4 separate regions of the Sus scrofa genome follow, and regions 1, 2 and 4 are each linked to region 3. A link is a contact called in public HiChIP or PLAC-seq data. All regions are on one chromosome and are shown on one strand. The core of a region is the stretch at or near the end of the contact, and the rest is flanking DNA. Distances in the headings are between cores, read along the strand shown.

Region 1 (5,535 bases), core at 1,902-4,401, 250 kb after region 3:
CCAGGCCCTGGTGGCAGTGTCCTGAAATTGCCCAGCTACCTTTGGAACTCATTAAGGGGCCTTGCTGGGAGAAAGGGAAGGAGGGGGCAATGGAAGCCTTTGTTCCTGCCCAGTCCCAAGATCGAACCTGAGATTTTATAATCTGTTCAGTTCAAGGGAGGGGCAAGGACGAGAGAGGAGGTGGGGAAGGCAGGGAAGGAAACCAAATGACTAAAATGATGTTTTCTTTCGGCTGCAACCCACGTGGTTGAAAGCCACCGCACTCGCAATGATTACCGAAATCAGACCCTCTGACGGGGCGGATCGCTGGAGCCTAGGTGTGCCCGGGACAGGCATGCAGGGACGGCTCGGCAAATAAACGCTCAGACAGCTTCTCACGGCTCGGAGATTACAAGGAAGACTGTTGACTTAAATTTCATAAACTCCACAATCACAAAGGGCTCATAAAAAATTACCAGCGGCGGCGTCTTGGTGTCAGTGCTGCTGTTAATCTTTCCTGTTTGGGCTCTTTGCTTGTAACAGGTAAACATAATCCAAGGGAGGTGACTTCGGAGATTTGGGGCTGTGCATCCCAGGCCATGAGCTCACCTGAGCCACCCCAGGAACAGGGTGGTGGTGGGAGCACTGGGAGGCCAATGGAGGAAACGCTGAGCCTCCACCAAGAGCTCCCGGAAGGGCTCGGGTCTCCCTGTCACTCAGAGGCTCAGTACCTCATCTCCAGCCTCCAGCCCTGGCTGTGATGACTACGGCTTCAGGCCCCCCTCGCAGCCCTCACCGGAGCCAGCACCATGCTGGATTCAGACAGAAGGCCTTAGTCTTTGTCTGAGGGTCTTCTAGGCTTGGTGGGGAAATTGATGGCACAACATAAAGCGGTGTGTCCTTAAGAGCTAAAGTACCACAAGGCGTGAGGAACTGGGTGGAGGGAAATCAATGAGGGAAGATCAAGACAGACCTCCTAGAGCAGGTGGGACTTGCAAGAGTTCACAGCAGAAGAGCGTAGGCGAGGCCCCTCCACCCTCGGTGCCCTACGTGGAACCAAGTGAGAGTACCTTCCCTCGGCTACATGGAAACCAGAAGGTATTTCCCGCAGCAGGTATAAAACTCAGGGACGCTGTTCCCTGACCAGAGGGCTTCTCAGGAAACCATTCAGGCTTCAACCAGCCTGGCTCCTCAAGGCCTGGACTCTGCTCTGGGCTCACAATCATTGCAAAACTCTGCCCCGATCTGGCGCATGCTCTCCCATCTCACCCTATCTCAGGCCACTCTAAGTCAACAGAAGCTTAAAGGCTCTATGGGCCTGAGAGAGGGCGGGGCTGTGCGCATCCTCAGGGCTGGAAAGAAACCAGGGCAGCACGATCCAGGGGTGGGGGCTGCCATCCCCTCCAAGCCTGCTTGGAAAGCCTCTAAGCAGGAACCCCGAGGTTCCTGGAGACCACAAAATAGGGCAAGGGATGGGATAAGTAAAACTCCAGGAAGGATGGGCTGGGACAGACAACCCTGCCCCAAGCTCAGTCCAGGAGGAGAAAGAAGGGCCTTGTTTCATTCTCCTGTCCTGTTGATCCTCTCCATCCAACAAAATCAAGTCATCTCCTCCAGGGGACTCCACGGCAGGCCTTAGGACAATAAGCTGCAGTGATGAGCCAACTAAATTGGTTTCTTTTTTTTCTTTTTTCTTTTGAGGACCACACCTTTGGCATATGGAGTTCCCAGGGGTCAAATCAGAGCTGCAGTTGCCAGCATACGCCACAGCCACAGCCACTCAGAATCCAAGCTGCAACCTACACTACCGCTCACAGCAACACTGGATCCTTAACCCACTGAGCGAGGCCAGGGATTGAACCCATATCCTTAAGCATACTAGTTGGGTTAACTTGCTGAGCCACAACAGGAGCTCCCAAATTGCCTTTTGAACCTCTGTTGAGCTCCTCCTACCAAGGTCAGACATCAGGCATCCCTGGAGAGATATATGACCCACGACCAAGTGCTACTCTCTTGTCTTTGGCACGTGGAGGTGTGCGAAAGGAGAGTGCGTTCACTCCAGCGGGAGGAAGCAGAGGGCAAGAATCACCCCAAGCTGGGTCGTGCAAGGTGGGCAGAATTTGCCCAGGTGGAGAAGGCTCCCGGTTCACTGGCCCAGCCCTTTGGTATTCAGAAAGAAGTGCATTTCCTACCAGAAAGAAAAGCTCACCTGTCAGACACTGGTTTCCTTCACCACCACCAAAAGCCCCACACGGAGCCCAGCCACTGCCCCTCCCCGTAGAAAGGCCAAGCGTTAGGGAAGAAAGGGATCAAGGAAGACCGGGCAGAGGTCTGCTCTGAGCAGCCATGCCCCCCTCCTTGCTCAGAAAACCAGACGTTTGGTGGGAGGTGAGGGCGGAGGGGTGCATGGGGACACTCGGGGCAGTGAGTACCATGAGGGTCCCTGTTGGAGGTGAGGAACCCCTAGAGGAGGGAGAGGGATAGGAGAATACAAAATACACAAACAACATAGGTGGGGCTTTTCCATTTCACTAAGACCCTTGGGACCTTTCCAAATGCTGAAGTTAAAGCATCAGGAGAGGCCTATGTGTGGAGTAGGCAGCGTGTGCTGTCCCCATTTCACAGAGGAGCGAACTGAGGCCCAAAAGGATCATTGGGTAGCTGCCCTACAGCTAATCCGACAAAGAGAGCCTAGAACTCACTCTTCCTGTCTTCCCCATGGACCCTTAAGCAAGTCAGTTTACACTGCTGTAGTGGGCAGGTACGCTTATCTGCATGATTCTTGCCCACTGTACAGAAATATGAGTTAAATGAAAAGACATGGATTTCACAACTGTTGATAATGGTTAACACACAGTATATTGGCCCTCTGATTGTCAAAGCACTTTTTGTATTTAATGAGCTACCCACTTGGTCTCGGTGACACCAAGAGAGAGAACTGCATCATTTTAAAAACTAAGTTCAATTTTCCAGGATTTGCTTGGTACTTGACAGAAAACATCTTGTATACAGATCAAAGGGCAGCAATTAAAATGGAGATGCTTTGATGGTTTTTTTTGTTTGTTTTTTGTTTTTGGCCAAGATAGCCTCTCTCAAAAGAACTTCCCCTGTGTTTCTGCTTCTGACTCATCCAGCATTCTCACTCAAAAATAAGTGAGTTAATTGAATAAGAGGAGAAAAGGGAACTGCTTTCATCTGAAGCTTTAAATAAGTGAAGCAACAGACATGGCAGAGTTCCCGCCATGGTGCGGTGGGTTAAGAATCTGACTGCAGTGGCCTGGGTCGGTGTAGACGTACAGGTTCAATCCCCTGTCTGGTGCAGTAGGTTAAAGGATCCACTGTTGCCGAAGCTGTTTTGTAGGTCACAGCTGCAGCTTGGATTCAACCCCGGGCCTGGGCACTTCCATTTGCTGTGGCCATTTAAAAAAAAAAAAAAGACATTGTTGAGCCACTTCAGTGTTTTGAAATGCACAGTTTCTCCAGCATTTAAGATTTCAGGAGTTCCCATCGTGGCTCAGTGGTTAACCAACTTGACTAGTATCCATGAGGACGCAGGTTCGCTCCCTGGCCTTGCTCAGTGGGTTAAAGTATCCGATGTTGCTGTGAGCTGTGGTGTAGGTCACAGACGCAGCTTGGATCCCATGTTGCTGTGGCTGTGGTGTAGGTCGGTGGCTATAGCTCCGATTCAACCCCTAGCCTGTGAACCTCCAAATGCCATGGGTGTGGCCCTAAAATGACTAAAATAAAAGTTTTAAAAAAGATTTCAAATGTTCAAATGTGATGCATGGCCTGAGCTCTTCGGTGATCTCTAACTCAGCAGTTACCTGGGGTGCAGCCAACAACCACCCCCCTCCACCATGTTGGCCACACAGCACTGTGAGTGGGGCCTGCAGGTCTGGAGGTGACCTCCCAGGCCCAGGACCATGTCTTCTGAGACATGTGTTCTCGTTCCAGGCAGGAGTCTTCATCATGATATAAAAGAGCACCTTCCCTGCCAGCTCTCACTTGTATCTAGCAGCCCTGACGAGATCTCATCAAGTTCAAATGCCTGGGGTTCCCTTGGTCAACTGGAGATGAGATTTCTGTACTCCTTCTCCAATGAGTTTTTAGAAAGCAGCTCAGCATAGAAATATCCAAGGTGGCCTAGCTCCGGGAGAGCCCTTGGCTTGCCTGGCCCAGCCTTGTCTTAATCCTGTGCCTTTAAACTTCTCTAACAACAGATAAATATGGCCAGGCAGGCTGGGTCTCTAGGCAAAAAAAAAAAAAAAAAAGAAGCCACGGGATCTCTCCCTCAAATAGACCCTGGATATCAGATACAGCTCTCCTGACCTAAGAAGAATTTACTGCAGAAGAAGGGACAGAGAACAAGGCTGAGAATGGGCCTTCTGCACCGAGTTAAGGAAAGCGGTGGAAAACTCAGTGTCAGACCCAAGACAAAAGAGCTGCTTTGTTAATTGACTGAGCCGCTTGTTAACTGAAAATGCAAATAGGACTTTTCCAACAACGTTCACTCATTATAGAAATAAACAAAGAATGTGGAATACCTTTTTTTAAAAAGTATGTATATATATTCTCTTTAGGATTTTTTGTCTTGTTTTATTTGTTTTGGCCATGCCCAAGGTATGCAGAAGTTCCTGGGCCAGGGATTGAACCTATGCCACAGCAGTGAACATGCCACAGCAGTGACAATGCCAGGTCCTTAACCCACTGAGCCACCAGGAACCTCAAATACCTCTTGAGTCCCATCCAAGTCCTTATTTATCAGAGGGTATTTTCAAGAAGCTTCCTGAAGGGGTCATGCCCAAGATGCCAGCCATTAGGGCAGTGCTATCCTGCAGCAGCTGTAGATCACAGCTGACACCCCCATACACTCTTCTAAGATTTCAACCAGCTATGTAAAAACCCTGACCAAGAAGAACAATCCCAAATTAAGCCATCTTAAAAACGGCTTAGTTATAAAATAACACACCCTCTATTTAAGGTGTGTTAAGCTTAAGCTTTTCCATCTTTCTTTTTCTTTTTTTTTTTTTTTTTTTTTTTTGTCTTTTTAGGGCCACACCCGAAGCATATGGAGGTTCCCAGGGTAGGGGCCAATCGGAGCTACAGCCGCCAGCCTACACCACAGCCACAGCAATGCGGGATCCAAGCCGCATCTGCAACCTATACCACAGCTCACGGCAATGCCAGATCCTTAGTCCACTGAGGGAGGCCAGGGATCAAACCCACGTCCTCATGGATACTAGTCGGGTTCGTTAACCACTGAGTCATGATGGGAACTCCAAGTTTTTCTATCTTTCAATGTGGTGTGCATATCCAAAGAACCTTAAAGCTGAGATTCTCAAACTTTCATGTGCAGAAGAATCCCTTGGAAAGCTTAAGATTACCTGGGACACAGCCCAGAAATTCTGCTTCAGCAGGTAACACAGATGCGAAGCTAAAGTTCTGTGGGCTCTTCTTTGAGATACACTGCCCTGTGGAGCTTAGTGTCACCACATATAGCTGGGAACAATCACATTTAGCCCCAGAGGCCAGACCAGGCCGGGAGCCCACACAGGA
Region 2 (5,284 bases), core at 365-2,864, 180 kb after region 3:
CTTCTCAGGATGCCAACTATTTGGATCAGCAGAGAGCAGGCCCGCAGGGGGAGCTTATGAAGAAACTCGGCTTGTTTTTGGACGGAGAGAGGAGACTCGACAATGACTGTGGTTAATCAAGATGGGAACCCAGGCTCCTCTGGCAGATGTGGCCAAACGCCTTCATCCATTTAACCATGCGTTCAAGAGCAAGACCCTCTGCCCCCTCAAGATTTCGGCAAAAGCTGGTGATTTGCTGTTATCCTTCATCCCAGCTTTCTCTGCGGCAGCACCTCCTGTTACTCCCAGGAGGGCCATGTCGCTCAAACATGACCCTACGCCAGATAGGACGGCAAGCAAGAAGCCTAGGAGACTGCACCTCCTGCCTCTCCAGCAAAGAGAAAAGCACACTCTGCTTTCAGAGCCAAGACAATGCTCCAATGCAGTGTCGATACCTGACCATCCATGAGAATATTTCACTCTGGGCTGGTGTGCAGAGAAAGACTTCTCCAAGTCTTTTCATAGGAAACGTCTAATCATTTAGGAACAAACTCATAACGACCATTTTTTTTTTTTCCAAATGCCTTTTTTTTTTTTTTTTTTTTTGTATACCAGGCTTAGGGTTAAATCTTTTATATGCCATATCTCATCTAATCTCACAAAGAGCCTAGGATCTGGTAAGACAATTATTCTCCCCATTTTAAAGTGGAAGAAGAGGGTTCCCAGGGGTGACTGACCTGGCCCAGAACACATTGGTGGTGAGTGACAAAGTGGGTGCTACCTGACATCAACTCCCATGTTTGTAATCACTTTGCTATGTTGCTTGGGGAAGGAAAAAAAAAGCACTGTATCCACACGCTTGTCCTTTGGTAGGATCGCAAACATAGTTGTTGCTCTTGGAGTGGTAGTTGCTTTTCCACTGATAGCAACATAGTTATAAGATGTAACTGATAAGCTAGACACTACTGTTTTGACCAAAGAGATGACCCCTTGTCTGAAGAGAGCAGGCTCCCAGCTACTACCCCAGACAGCTGGAAACCTGAGGTGTAAAACAGCATGCCTGTTCACAGCCAAAATAAATAGCCTGGGGCTGTACCTGGCTCTTGGACTTGGAATCACTGCAGAATAATGTATCTGAGGGCATGATTCTCCAATTACTTTTTTTTTTTTAATCCGAGGTAATGAAAGCAAATTCTTATTCTGAATACTCATGGAGAATACCCTGACCTCCACTGATGGGAAACAGGTCTTGACCTGTGTCCCCAGGAAGTGGGATGAGCTGCCCTGACCATCATGACACTTACACCCAGTCCCCCTATTCCTCTCCAGTCCATCAGTCAACTGGCTCTCTGAAATGGCTCTGTGGGGTTCACTGCACAGCCCAGAACCAAGGACAATGGTGACCTCAAGACAACTGTGTCTCTCATCTTTACTTGTCCTCAAATACGAGATACTGTGGCTGGAGGAATTAATCCCCAAGGACCCTTCTCATCTCAGATCCTGGGAGGCCAAGGCAGCTGAAGCCCATGAAGCTTGAACTTGCAATCATGGCTGTTGCACACCAAATGCTTCCCTTTTACATGCTGGGGCAAACTTCTGCCAGGAGATGTGTTACACAATATATAAATCAGATGATGTTCTCCTCCTCCTTGCGTTTTTCAGTGGCGCCCCATGAACTTGCTTCCTTCCATGGCACAAGAGACCCTTTGTGGACTCTCTCATCACCAGCCTCGCCTTGTCATCTCCTCCCTTATCACATCCCCTCAAAATCCAGACCTGGGGTGGGTGGGTGGTTCCCAGATGTGTGGGACTGTCTCCTGCCTCGATGTCTCACACAGGCCCCCTGGGGTATGTGTCTTTCATACTGGCCCACTCCCCCAGCACCTGATGCAGCCTAGCTTTGCAATACCTGTTGGTCAAATGGATGAAAGAGTATAGAAGTGAATCTGTGGGTCATGGCCCTTGGCAGCCAAATGACCTTATTCTCAGATAACATAAGAACTACTAAAACATGTTATTATTAAGGACCCTGAGGGCCAGAACCATCAGAGGCAGCGGCAATCTAATGTTCTCTTGCATCTCCTAATCCCTTCTCTGGTTATACTCAGGAAGAACCCTCTGCCAACCAGCAACCCCCAAGGCAGTCAGAACAGCATCCAAGCACCTTACTCTGGCCCCAGGCTGACCCTCCACCCTCTCAGTTAGTGCCACCTTCCCCTCTGTCCAGCCGCAGGGGTGTCTGACGGTTCCTCAAGATCCCTGGGCACGTTCCTGCCTTGAGACCTTTGCCACATTGCTGTTCCCTCTCTCCGGAGAACAGACTCCTTGTCCCATTCCAATCCACTGCCTCCATCCCCTTTCCTCAAAGATGTCTCTTTCTCGGCCACCCTGTCTAAAGCACCCCACCATCCCACGGTAAAGGAAGGAGCAACACCTCCAACCCCTCCTTTAATCCCAGTCTCGTCAGTTATTTCCTTCGCAGCAATGATCACGATTTGCAATTATTGGCTTGTATATGTCCTTGAGTTTACAGTTTCCCTACCACGAACTCCATGAGAACTAACCTCTTTGTGTTCACACACAAGCCTGGTCCCCAGAGCTCTGCAAAGTGCCTGGCACCCAAGGTCTGCTCAGGGTCTGGATGGGAAAATAGGCAGCACCTGTATTAAGCCCCTTCTAATGACAGTCTAATTAATGGCATCATTGCAACTCCTAATACATCCTACTTGGCCCTGCGGCATAATGTTCCATGATATTTACTGACTTGCCACTTGGGGTCTGCCTTCGTGCTTGGCCTTGAGGATGCAAGAGAGGACACAGTCCCTGTCCTCAAGGATGGGTCTGGAGAGAGAGGTGGACCCATGTCCAGACTACGTGGGATGGTAAGTGTAAGTTCTATACCGGAGGGACAAACAGGACACTGCGACTGTCCTTAGAAGGCAAGGGCGGCTGATCTTGCCTTTTTTGGGCCCAGCGACTTGCAGTTCAAATCCAGCCAGCATTCTGTCAGCATAGAAGGGCCACTCCAGCTAAAGGACCAAGAGTAACCTTTCCGTGGGGTGGGCCTGGAGCCTGGCGTAAGTGGACCACGGAACCTTACGCAGGGCCCAGCATTCCTGGACCCCGCAGGCCAGAAAAACCGCTCCTCAAGCTCCTTTGTCAGCGTGAGCAGCTGCCAGAACTAGTAAGCGCAGGGCTTCCGTGTCCGGCCATACAAGGAGCCACGTGCTAGGAGAGTGGTCGGCGTCTTGAAGGTCACCCCGGCCCAGATAAAGGGCAGATGAAACACAAATATAACTCCTACGAGTTGAGGGGGATGTAGAGAAAGCACGTCTTCCTGCAAAGTGGGGGGTCACCCAAGTTATTCAGAAGATATCAGAGGCTTCAGGCAAGGCCAGGGAGCTGAAAACGGACTGACCTCTGAAGGGACGGAAAACAGATTTTATTTTTCTTAAGAAAAGAAGCCTTCTATGTGTATTTGTTTAATTTGGCCACGGAAGGTATTTGCTTGGAGACCAAGCGGCGCTTTTCAGCTGATCAGTGATGCGAGGGTGCGTGCATGCCGCTGGGGAAGCGCAGAGGGTGTGTTCACACCACATGTTGTTCGTTCAGGGGTGCGGGTTGAGGGGAATGCACAGGTCCACGAGATGAGGCAGGTCCAGAGAGATTCCTTTCTTTCCTCAGGGAGGACACACTCCAGTGGAGTTCATGAAACAAAGATCATTAGCACTAAAGACAACCTTCAATGCTGCACCTGACGTGCATTTACAACGTGGCCAAGGGTATGGAGGTGGGGGCAGGGGCCGGCCAGTCGTTCAACTTGCACAGGCTGAGTCTGAGGTGCCGTGGATACAGCTAACTGGACACGCTGACCAGGGGGTGATATAGGAAGGTTTGGGCCAGATGGATAATGGGTATGGGTGGGATGTCCCAAGAAGATGGTATGATATGAGGACAGAAGAAGGCTACCATGGGTCTGTGAGCAGGCCCACATTTTAATGGGCAAGACGTGCAATGGAACAACCAGAGAAGAAATGCAAGAGCCTGGGTGTGCAGGAAGCCCCAGGAGGAGAGAGTATCGCAACCTTTAAATGGTCCGGCCAGTCGCTGCCATGCTGCCGATGGGACTCAAGTTCGCGACATAGCAGCTCAGAGATCTTTTTATCCACCTGAGGCCCAGGGAGATAGAATCATTTGCCTTTATGTTTACTGCTATCTTCCTCTTTATGCTTCGTGATTCTGATTATAAAATTGTCTATTTCAAAAGACAGTCTTTTCAGCAAGCATTGCTGGGAAACCTGGACAGCTGCATGCAAATCGATGAAACCAGAACACACCCTCACATCATGCACATAAATAAACTCAAAATGGCTTTAAGACTTGAATATAAGACAAGACACCATCAAATTCCTGGAAGAGAACATAGGCCAAACATTCTCTGACATCAACCTTATGAATATTTTCTCAGGTCAGTCTCCTAAAGCAACAGAAATAAACCAATGGGACCTAATCAAACTGACAAGCTTTTGCACAGCAAAGGAAACCAAAAAGAAAACAAAAAGACACCTTACAGAATGGGAGAAAATAGTTTAAATGATGCAGCGGACAAGGGCTTAATCTCTAGAATATACAAGCAACTTATACAACTCAACAGCAAAAAAGCCAACAAGCCAATTGAAAAATGGGCCAAAGACCTGAACAGACATTTCTCCAAGGAAGATATACAGGTAGCCAACAAGCACATGAAAAAACACTCAACATCACTGATTATTAGAGAAATGCAGATCAAAACTACCATGAGATACCACCTCATACCAGTCAGAATGGCCATCATTAATAAATCCACAAATAACAAATGCTGGAGGGGTGTGGAGAAAAGGGAACCCTCCTGCACTGTTGCTGGGAATGTAAGCTGGTACAGCCACTTTGGAGAACAGTTTGGAGATACCTTAGAAATCTATACATAAACTACCATATGACCCAGCAATCCCACTTTTGGGCATATATCCAGGCAAAACTTGCCTTGAAAAAGACCCATGCACCCGCATGTTCACTGCAGCTCTATTCACAATAGCCAAGACATGGAGTCAACCCAAATGTCCATTGACAGATGACTGGATTAGGAAGATGTGGTATATGTACACAATGGAATACTACTCAGCCATACAAAGAACAAAATAATGCCATTTACAGCAACGTGGATGGAACTAGAGGCTCTCATCCTGAGCGAAGTAGGTCAGAAAGAGAAAGACAAATACTATATGATATCACTTATATCTGGAATCTAATATAGGGCACAAATGAA
Region 3 (5,041 bases), core at 17-2,516:
ATGAGATAAAAAACACCTCGACGATTACTGTGACTTCTTCAAAGTCACTCACTGTTCTGGATCTTTTCTAAAAACTCAAATCCAAATCTTAAACAGAATAAAAAGTTTCCAGCTGGAAAGATCTGTAGTGCAGAAACATTCAAAGGTGTGTGTGTGTGCATGTGTGTGTTTTCCCAACTCTGTGAATCAAATTTTGTGTCTGAACTAGCGCTGCTGACAGCTGCCGGCACACAGACCGGCCCTTCTCAAACCTGACTCTGCCCACGCATCACCCTGAGATCTTGTCACAATGCAGTTTCTGACTCAGAAGGTCTGGGCTGGGGCCCGAGGTTCTGCATTTCTAACAGCCTCCAAGGTGATGCTGATTCTTGTCTGGGTCCACAATCTGAAAAGAAAGAGACCCAAGGACGCATGCGATCTTGAGACCAAGGGCATGATGGAGATACCACCATCTGGCAGGGGCAGGGGCAGGGGCAGTGCTACCCAGATGCTGTCCTTACCCACAGCCACCTAAAGTCTAACAAGGCAGGTCTCCTCTTCTGCCGGGAAGCCTCTTACTCTCTTTTTATATTTCTTCATGGGATTTCACTAAGCCCTACTTTGGTGGCCCCGCCTCCCTCCATTTACATCTCATCCCTGCTTATTGCTTAAAGCTCCACCCCTCGGGGCCAGTTCGAGCCTACATCCCCCAGACACTTCCCTATCCACCCTCACTCCCTTCTCCAAGGCGCCTCCTGCCCACATTACTCACTGGCCCTCAGTAAAGGCCTCTCTGTCTTGCTGGCTTTTCTCTGCAAACCTCCTGCTGCTATAACTGGACTGTAAGCACTCTGGTGCCTTGGGGAGTGGGGCACAGACACAACATCTCCTTCTGTGCCTCCTTCATGGGACCCTGGACCAGGGTGGACAAACTGAGTCAATGTTTCCTACTTGACTGTACGGGCAATTCAGTGTGCCCTTTCCTCTTCTCCTTTTGCTCTCAGGGAGGAAAGAAAAAGTGATCCCAGCTGTCTTGGCCTCATCCCCAGCCCTGGGCCCTGCTCCTCTCCCGGGAGCGGCAGCTGGGCCATCTTCGACTGTACTTCGCTCTCGCCGGCTCCTCTTTCCCTCAGGGAAGAGTTAAAGCACTGGGAAGTCTGCTTCCCACTTGGAAATCTCCATTTCCTCACGCAGTGGGAACAAGAGAACATTTATGGACAGAGGCTGAGCGGGCCAACTGCGCAGGGAGTGCACCCGCTCTGAATGGGGCTGTTCTCACACCCGCCAAGTCAAGTCATTAAGATGCCATCCCTGAGGTGCAGCCCCCAGCGTCACCTCTAGAGAGTCCCTCAAGCCTTGCTGGCAGAAAGGATGAATGGGGAGCCCAGAGTCTGGGGAAAGCAAGCTCTTTCATGAGCCGGGGGACAGGACCTCTGTGTTGGCACCACGGCGGGGGCTGGGGGGGGGCTGTGGAGGAGAAGCTGAAGTCCCCCTGTGTCCCCCTCCCCGCTTCTCCACACTGAACCCAAATTAACCCCCTGATTTATGCCGAGGGGCCCGAACAATTGCTCCTCGAAAGGCAACCAGGGGCTGGGGTGGGGGTGAGATAATAACATTAGAGAAAATATGTGCAATGCCAAAAATAATCACTGTGTCATGAGAAAACAGAGCTGGGCCGCCTCAGGGGCCGGCGCTGGGTATATTCAGGAAGGAGGGGGCAGAAATTCCCTGCGCAGTGTCGTCAGACATTCTGGGTGAAAAAAAATTTTTAAAAGCCATAACCGGAATAGACAGTTGTTCAGCGAGAACTCAAGCACCGAACATGACTTCGAGGGTCCGTCCTCTCTCCTTTATTTCAGACACTTTCATTTCAAAGAAGATAACATTTGTTTAGTCTCTTAATCGGGACCGATGCCTGATCATATGTGCCTCGTGAAATACCCTAGGATCTGCCTTACTAATCCCAATTTGACGCCAGAACTTCTGGTGCCTGGTATTTAAAGTATTTCAAAACGGCAAGAGAAGGGCAGGGGTGGGGTGGGGGGAGGTGTGCAGGAGTTCTCATCCCTTCCCAGCGGTGACCCCCCTGGAGCCTTCCTGTTTACAAAACAGAGAAAGCAAGCAGAGACAAAGGAAAAATGAGAGGAGGGAGAAAGGAACCCAGGCAGGACCTCAGGGACCCTTTCTCTCCTTTAGAATTGCAATTTCTAGCCTGTTTACATGGTCGCATACCCAGGGCTGGAGGACCAAGTTCCTGGCCACAGTGCAAGCCCTTGTTTGGTCCCATCTCGGCCCCTGTCGCACTGTGACTCGAAGTGAGATGTTCACACACATTTAGGAGGCTATACTCCATTCCACTGCAGAGAAGTCATCAAAAGCCTCGGGAAATGCCAAAATGTCTTCTCCTCGTTACTGTCATGCTCTCCAAAGATAATATTGAGCAATTTGGGAAAGTGGGTTGTGTTTTATTGCCCCAGCAATGGCTCTTCTCTCCACTCATTCAACAAATATTCACGAGTCCTTCTTCATGTGCTGGGGCTGCAAGAAACAGTGGGAAGCATGCAGTGACCACTCCTGACTCAGGGAGCTTGCGGAGAAGTGAGGTCGAGTTCTAAAGGACTGGCCCGTGGTCAGTGGAGGCCATGGGAGCTTGACTGGACAAAGTCTGCAAGGCTGGTCAACACAGGGAGAGCCTGGCTCTGGAGTGGGGACTCAAAGGAGGAGCAGGTATACTGGGGAGACAATCAGGAGGGCAAGAGGGGTGAGAAGAACAAAGATACTGCTGGGGAGTGAGCAGGAGGGTTGGTGGTCAGGAGATGGGCCAGAGGGCAGGGTGTAAGACAGGGAACATCAGAATGGGCAGAATGTTTTCACTCAACACGCGGTTGAGTGGCCACAAGGTGCCAAGCGCAGAGAAGGGGTGTCAGCGACAAAAGGACTGACTGGTACCTAAAGCTAACAATCAGGTAATTGCCTGCCCCCCTAACCAGTTGCTGAGGTGCCAGGTGGTGGGCAGCACAGAACCCAGCCTGGATCCCTCTGCTGTTGGCTGTGCTTCTGCCACACTGGTCAGCACACAGGAGAACCCCTCTTCCTTGGGAGCAAAGCCAGGGGAAACAAGTCCCTTTGTTAAGAGCTCTAAATATGGCAGCAACCCTTGGGCCACCACAAGCTGGGACCTCGGCCCGGCCCACAGAGACCTCGGCAAGGCATTCTTGCTGCACAGTAACTCAAATACTACCCATGGAATGAAAAAATAAACTTGACCAAGGGTGTCCGCCTCTTCTGGCTCCAGTGGTGCTGTGTTTGCTTTCAGGCTTTAGCCCCCATCCTCTCGCTGTTTCCCCTTGCCCTTCGCCTCTGTGACTACTCGTCAAGAAGAATACACTTCTAATCAGACCGAAGAGAGAGGAAGAGCCCACCAGGTCCCTGCCCCATCCCATCTCCCCAAACCATTTCAGGGTGTCGTTCCCCTATTTAAAAAGCAGGAGTGGCTCCTACTGCCCTCACGATGAAGTCCAAGCTCTAGAGTCCCCTGGAGGCCTACCAGCACCAGCCTTGCTCTCCAACCTCAGCTGCTACAAGCCTGCAGCCCCCTGCCTGCTCCAGCCAGACCATACTGCAGGGCCGCCCCTAACTCAGCTCCCCATCTGCTACCCAGTTTTTTGTTTTTTTGTTTTTTCTTTTCACCTGAAATGTGATCCCTCCTTTACTGCATTCCAAATCCTATACTTTCAGAATCAACATAGCCCCGGCACCTCCATCGAGGTTTTCCTGATCATTCTACCTGGCCCACACCGATCTCCCCACTCACCCCGAATACCCAGAGAATCAAGCTATTTCACTTAACGCAAGGCAGCATCACCTTAGTTGCTTTATCTTAAGAGTCTTCTTTGACGGCAGAGGCAAAATGTCAAACTGCTTACGCACCACACTGCCTGGCATTGCATCTCACCCCAGCAACCGCAGTTTCGTCTAGCTCTTTCAGATACGGTACAGTGAGTTGGAGGGAAGGCTAGACCAGCCACGATCCCCCAGCAGTAGGATCAGGACTGCAGAGTTAGAACGCCTTGCTGCTTCCCGAGTAGAAAGTGGGTTAATAAAGAGGCGTGTCGGTGGCTGCACTTATCACTAGGTTAACGTAACATCCGATGACTCCTCACTGTCCCCAGGAAACAGATCCCTATACCCTACGGAAGTTTTCACATGAAGTTGCCGGCTGTGCCTGCTGTCCACATCAGAGGGGGTGTTCAGGGAGCCAGATGCCAGCCTGCTTTCACTGACCCTGGTGAACAAGCCTGGACAGGGCGACTCCGCCTTTCCCTTTTCCTCCTTCCCCTCCCCCCTCCTCTTCCCTACCCTCCAGATAAGACCTGGGAGGTTTCTGCCCCTGATTCCACCTCCTTGACACAATAGAACAATCTGTTGCCCAACACCACCCATCCCCCAAAGCCCTCATGTCACATGTGTAGATGCCCTTCTTGGAGACAGATTTCTGGCAGGGAGGATGCCAGGGCTTGGTCAGGGTTCCACCCCTTTGGTGATGTAACATGGAGGTGAGAAAATGGATCACGCCCAAAAGAAAAAAGAAAAAAGCTACAAAACACAAAAATCCTAAGGAAAAAACCCAAACAAATTAAAACTCCAATACAACCAACCAGGTAGGGTCAGGGAAGGACCCACAATCTGGAATAAACACTCTCCTCTAGCCCAGACTTCAGTGTTTCAAAACCCAGTCCCCTATCCTCAACTCCACCACCAACACACACACACACACACACACACACACACACACACACACACACACGACTAGGAGGGGGTTAATAGAATCCAGCTGCTTCCCTTATCTGGCTCACCTGCTAATGGCAAATCTCTGGTACTGAGATTCTATCAGTGATTTCTGCAAATCACTTTTATTAGATATAATGTCATTTTTACTTCATTATCCAGCCCAGCAGTCAAAGGGAAAACAAGTCGATATTATTTCTGTGAGACACCAGTTCTGTCCATTAATGCTGACAGGTGACAGGGAACTGAAACTCTTGCCTACACTTTTCAGGAG
Region 4 (4,894 bases), core at 1,587-4,086, 160 kb after region 3:
ACCACTCCGGGGCTCTGCCCAGCAACTTCCTATGTTACACAGCCCTCGTCACTCCCAGGACACTAGCCAGCGGGTTACCCAAATTTTCAGTCCGAATGATTGCCTCCCTGGGCTAGAAGCCAACGGGATTAAGAATGTCCCGCTTCAAATGCGCGCACACACACACACACACACACACACACACACACACACGCTCACACTCTCTAAGGAAAGCACCTTCCGGCAGAGGGTCACTGCCATGACCCTGTCTTTGCTCTCTGAGTCCAGCCCGGACTCCACAGGCCCGTCCCTCTTTGCAGCCTCTGAGCTTCAAACCCCCTTTTGCACAGCAGCCTCCGACAGGCGTCATTACAACAGGCCCGGAACCTGTGCTGAGGCTGGAAAGAGGTCAGAAGGGAGAGCCGGCCAGGGAAGGCAGAGGCGCGGCCTAAACACATGGCCTCTGAACACGGTCAGGCCCCAGGCGCTGCCACGCGGACAGACCTCCTCAACTGCCCGCCTCCGAGGCCCTGCTGTCCGCTCTGGGACAGCTCCACAGGATGACTGCGACTATTATTCAGGTAATGTTTTCCTCTCACTTGACTCAATAAAAAAAAAAAAAAAAAAAGTTTCTCTATCCAGAAACCTTCTATCTCTACCACACGTGGAAGACTAGTATCCCCTAGAATTTTGGATCAAAATAAATCTGCATTCAAATCCGAAGGGTTCCTCTGTGTCCCACATCAAATCGCCACCTTGGTTCCAGCTTTGGGTTATGTATTTGCCATAGGAAATTCCCAGGGCCAATGAGACTGTCTCTTACGGGGCCTCTTGGCCACCTCCTGCCCTCATCATCTTGGTATTAAAATGTGCCCAGACCCCTCCCTCTGCGCACGGGAACCAGCCTGCCCCTCGGGGCCTACTTACAATTCGAGGTTTGAAGGGCGGCTTGATCTTCTTCTGCTCCAGGAGCACCCAGTCGATCTCCTTGAAGAACGGGTGCTGATTGATGGCATCCTCACCGTTCTGCGCCGCCACACAGCCCAGGCGCTTGTGGGGGTTCTTGGTCATGAACTGTGGGGACGAGGACAGAGACAGAGTCAGTGACAAAGGCCGGGCTGGCATGGGCGGTCTGGCAAGATGGAGGGCGGCCAAGGCCACATCTTCAGCATCAAACTCCCGAACCTGGTTTCTGGACTTTCGGGGGCTCTGTGCCTCAGGCCTCTCTGGGGGACTCACTCCACACCAGCCATCAGTCTACGCCCAGCATATACACGCGTGGACTCATTTCATCCAAACACAAGCCTCTCAGTTGCTCTTATTAGCCCTAATTTCTAGGTGAGGTACTTGAGGCACAGCGAAGCTAATTAATTTGGTCAAGGTCAAACAGCCAGCAAGGTATCAAGTCAGGATTAGGAACTCAGACTCTTTCTAACCCCCTGATTCACCCCAGGCTCTTGAGTCATCTCACTGGGGAGACTGAGGTCTGATAAACTCACATCATGCGGCCCCTGGTCCTTTATGGGATAAGGAAAGGAGATCAGATAGTCATGTTAAGGTCAGTTATCAAAGCAACCTTCTCATCTTTCCTTTTCCTGGACCTCGGCCCTCCTACTTAAAAAAAAAAAAAAAAATTGATTTTTTTTAATCTCTAGCACAAAGTCCCGCATAGATCAGCAGATAAATAAAAACAGGAAAAAGAAAGACTGATTGCTTCTCAATGCTTGTTCGTAAAAATCACACTGATGTGTTTTATACTTTTTGGCTGGTGTCTTACCTCACACGCCCAGGTACAATTATTATTCCTATTCAATGAATCAGTCCTGGTGGCAAATATTAGTTTAACTGAGCAGATGCGATCAGTGCCGCTAGATGGAAATGTGCATGCATGTGTGTCAGGGACCGAGTGTTACATTTCATGGGGTGAAGGCTGAGTCTGGATTTAAACAAAGGAACTTAAGAGGACAAATTATAACCCAAAGAGATAAATGACAGCATTTCGGGCTGCAGGAGCAAGGGCGAGTCTCCTAGGCAGGGAGAGCCTCCTACTGACTCCTGCCTGGTATCTCGGAAAGCAAAGCACCTGGGCCCCCACTAAATGGTACTGAGGCAGGAGAGCCACAGATAAGAGAGTGAAGGGGTGCTGGGTACCTGGGGATCAGGAATGGTGCCGACTCACTTCATCCTTCTAATCTAACAGTTGGTAGGGGTCACCCCTGATTCCTGTAGCCCACAGGATAAAGTCCATATCCCTTTCATGTGGCACACAGAAACTACTCAGTCTACTAGCCAGTCGCTCTTGCTGGCCTTCTGCATCCTTTACTCCCCTGGTCGAAGGCCCCTCTCCAGTCCCTAAGCATCCTCCAAGACCAGTCAAGAGGCTGCCTCCTCTGGGAAGCCTCCCCAGATTCATCCCTCTGTGGGAATCTGAGACTCCATGCTTCTCGCTTATGTAAATTATAACTTGTCTAAACATCTCTTCCCTCTGGTGAGCTCTACAGCATACGAATCTTCCCAGCACCTGGCTCAGTGCCTGGCTCCCATTGTGGACTCAGTACATTGAGACAAGTGAATGGGGGCTTGAAAGGCTGGGCCTCAGGGCCCAATGCTGAGGAAGGGAGCAGCACCGCTATATACTGTTGCACAGGTTGTGCACTGTATAACTCTATGACGCAAAGGGCTTTCTCTACAGTTCTAAACGTAGGCAGTAGCCCTCAGAGACATAATTCAGTGGCCAAAGTCATGGAAAACCCGGCCTGGTCCTAGAATCGAGTGACAATGTGAGGAAGTGAAGTGTTCCAAGGCCAAGGGAGCAGAAGACTTCTCCTCGCTTCCCCAGCTCTTCCTGTCCCCCCACTTCTGGGAGGGGAAGCAGCAGGGCTGTGGATAAACACACAGGTTTTAACGTCTCAGGAAGCTGACCCTGAGCCAGAGGCTCTGCTCTTTTCCCAGAGACTTCATCCTCCCCAGCCAGCTGACACAGGCACAACCTCTTTCTTCTGAATCTCTATGGGTCACAGTTTTCAACCTCTGTGCTAGTGACCTTTGGGTCTGGATACTTTGTGGTTGGGGCTTGTCCTGTGTGGCGCAGGATGTTGAGCAGTGTCCCTGGGATGTACCCACGAGATAACAGTAGCACCCCCTCCAAGTTGTGACAACTAAAAACATCTCCAGACAATGCCAAAGGTCTCTGGGGGATGCGAGGGGGGCAAAATCACCCCTAGTTGAAAACTGCCACTCTCAGTCATCCATAAGGCGAGGGCCCACCTGGGGGGCCAGCAAGGGAATCACAGGAAGCTGTGTCAGGCTGATGTTTGGGGCCTGGGGTGAGGGACTGGCTCTACTGGGCATGTTCTGCTGCCTCCAGTGCTCAAGAGAAGCCAGCATGTGGCGTAGTGTCGGGCACACACTGGATGCCCAACAAATACGTGTTGAATAAATGAAAGAGTGAATGAACCTACTACGTTCACTTCCTTCACTGCTCTTATCCCAGTAGCGACCGCATACGGATGGGTCTTCTCTATACTGCCCACCTTCTCCTGCTGGATTGCAAGCTCCACATGGCAGGGAGGAGGCTGTTACATTCGCTAATGTTACTTAGAATCCAGCACAATGCCTGGCACACTGGAAACACTCCACACGTAGTCATTCATCGAATCAATGAACGGGAGGGAAGGAAAGAGGAATAGAGGAGGAAGGGAGGGAAGGAATGAGGAGAGGGAGAGGAGGGAAGAGGAAAGGAAAAATGAAGTGCAGAAAGAAGCAACGTCTTCTGATGCGGCATTTTCTGAAATAGGGCACATGTCCCTGACAGACTCTAGGTCTTTCTTTTTACCAATTGCATGTGATAATTTCTGTCATTCAATGTCAGCTAGTGGTACTGATTTTCCATATATGAGAGTGATATGACATTTCTTTGTAAAACTCATATAATTGGGTAGATGTTGGGACACTATTGAAAAAACAAAACAGGAGAAATAAATCACCGTGGCAGGTGGCAGGCGATGGCAAATGTGAGTGTGGCATGCCGTCTCTGACCTTTGGGGCATTCTGATGGGCAAAAGGAGTCAGGACTATAAGCCGAGGGTTAGCAGGCACTACGAATTTTCAGCTGTGAGGGACTCTCTGTAGGGGCGGGGACAGTCTCTCTGTCACATGTGTGAATTCAGTGTGGCCACGGGGGTCTTGAGTGGATACTTCTTTTCCGACCAGTGATGCTGTCGCGGACAGGGAGGCACAGTACCCTCCCCCGCTCCTCTGCTGTTTCTTCCGCATCACAGGCCCGGAGGAAGACAGGTGGCCAGGGTGGTGGCAGGTCAGGGAGGAGGGTCCAGTCCCCAGAGTGAGCCCAGCGTGGCGGGGGGTTGGCCCTGGCCCCTCTGGAGCACTTGGAGGACACACGTGTGTTCAGAGTTTCCTCAGGAAACACAGACATCGTGTCCCTTTCCCACAAGAAGAGCAATCTATCCCCACCCCCCACTTCTCAGCAGCAGCCCCTTGCAATGGGCCTGAACCCGCTCCCCCCACAGTGACCACCCTCCACTTATCCATTCAGCAGCAGAGGTGGGACAGAGAGGGAAAGGAAGAGGGGGTGTGGGGTGGGGGGAGGTGAGGCAAGGGGAGCAGAAGGCCGTGAGGGTCAGTGACTCACAGCCTTTAGGATGCTGACAGCCTCCTTGCTGAGCCAGACCGGGTAGAGTACGTCGTCGTGGAGGATGGACTCGAACAGATCGTCCTCGTTGTCGGCCTCAAAGGGGGGCTGCCCAGCCATCATCTCATACATCAGCACCCCCAGGGCCCACCAGTCCACTGATGGGCCGTACTCCAACTCCTGCAGGATCTGTTCGGGAAACGGGAAAGGTCAGGGATGGAAGGCTGCCCCCTGCTGCCACACCTGTGCCATGCACACCCGTGG

What was found. HiChIP or PLAC-seq counts read pairs in DNA pulled down with a chosen protein or histone mark.
Region 1: an H3K27ac HiChIP or PLAC-seq map of alveolar macrophages shows a contact between it and region 3. The contact joins two enhancer-like sites. A contact is called at or near these places in 1 of 47 Hi-C or Micro-C datasets (embryonic fibroblasts) and 1 of 2 datasets of contacts at active chromatin or transcription factors (alveolar macrophages).
Region 2: an H3K27ac HiChIP or PLAC-seq map of alveolar macrophages shows a contact between it and region 3. The contact joins two enhancer-like sites. A contact is called at or near these places in 2 of 2 datasets of contacts at active chromatin or transcription factors (alveolar macrophages and skeletal muscle).
Region 4: a contact with region 3 is called in an H3K27ac HiChIP or PLAC-seq map of skeletal muscle. The contact joins two enhancer-like sites. A contact is called at or near these places in 1 of 47 Hi-C or Micro-C datasets (embryonic fibroblasts) and 1 of 2 datasets of contacts at active chromatin or transcription factors (skeletal muscle).

Annotation. Positions count from the first base shown.
Region 1 is chr3:94,467,585-94,473,119 of Sscrofa11.1, forward strand. All of the region lies in intron 11 of PRKCE (protein kinase C epsilon type), which reads right to left. Among named protein-coding and RNA genes, the nearest start is that of EPAS1, 220 kb to the left of the region's middle. Within about 2 kb of position 3,152, at least 1 of the 83 cell types and tissues checked has an H3K27ac peak or open chromatin away from gene starts, as enhancers often do. A contact at or near this core is called in alveolar macrophages, where this site is marked.
Region 2 is chr3:94,397,612-94,402,895 of Sscrofa11.1, forward strand. The region is part of intron 12 of PRKCE (protein kinase C epsilon type); the gene reads right to left. Among named protein-coding and RNA genes, the nearest start is that of EPAS1, 150 kb to the left of the region's middle. Within about 2 kb of position 1,615, at least 2 of the 83 cell types and tissues checked have an H3K27ac peak or open chromatin away from gene starts, as enhancers often do. A contact at or near this core is called in alveolar macrophages, where this site is marked.
Region 3 is chr3:94,216,660-94,221,700 of Sscrofa11.1, forward strand. All of the region lies in intron 1 of EPAS1 (endothelial PAS domain protein 1), which reads right to left. Among named protein-coding and RNA genes, the nearest start is that of EPAS1, 34 kb to the right of the region's middle. Within about 2 kb of position 1,267, at least 33 of the 83 cell types and tissues checked have an H3K27ac peak or open chromatin away from gene starts, as enhancers often do. A contact at or near this core is called in alveolar macrophages and skeletal muscle, where this site is marked.
Region 4 is chr3:94,376,920-94,381,813 of Sscrofa11.1, forward strand. PRKCE (protein kinase C epsilon type) reads right to left here. Exons shown (of 16, transcript XM_021088295.1): 14 at 4,631-4,819; 15 at 907-1,053. Among named protein-coding and RNA genes, the nearest start is that of EPAS1, 130 kb to the left of the region's middle. Within about 2 kb of position 2,837, at least 11 of the 83 cell types and tissues checked have an H3K27ac peak or open chromatin away from gene starts, as enhancers often do. A contact at or near this core is called in skeletal muscle, where this site is marked.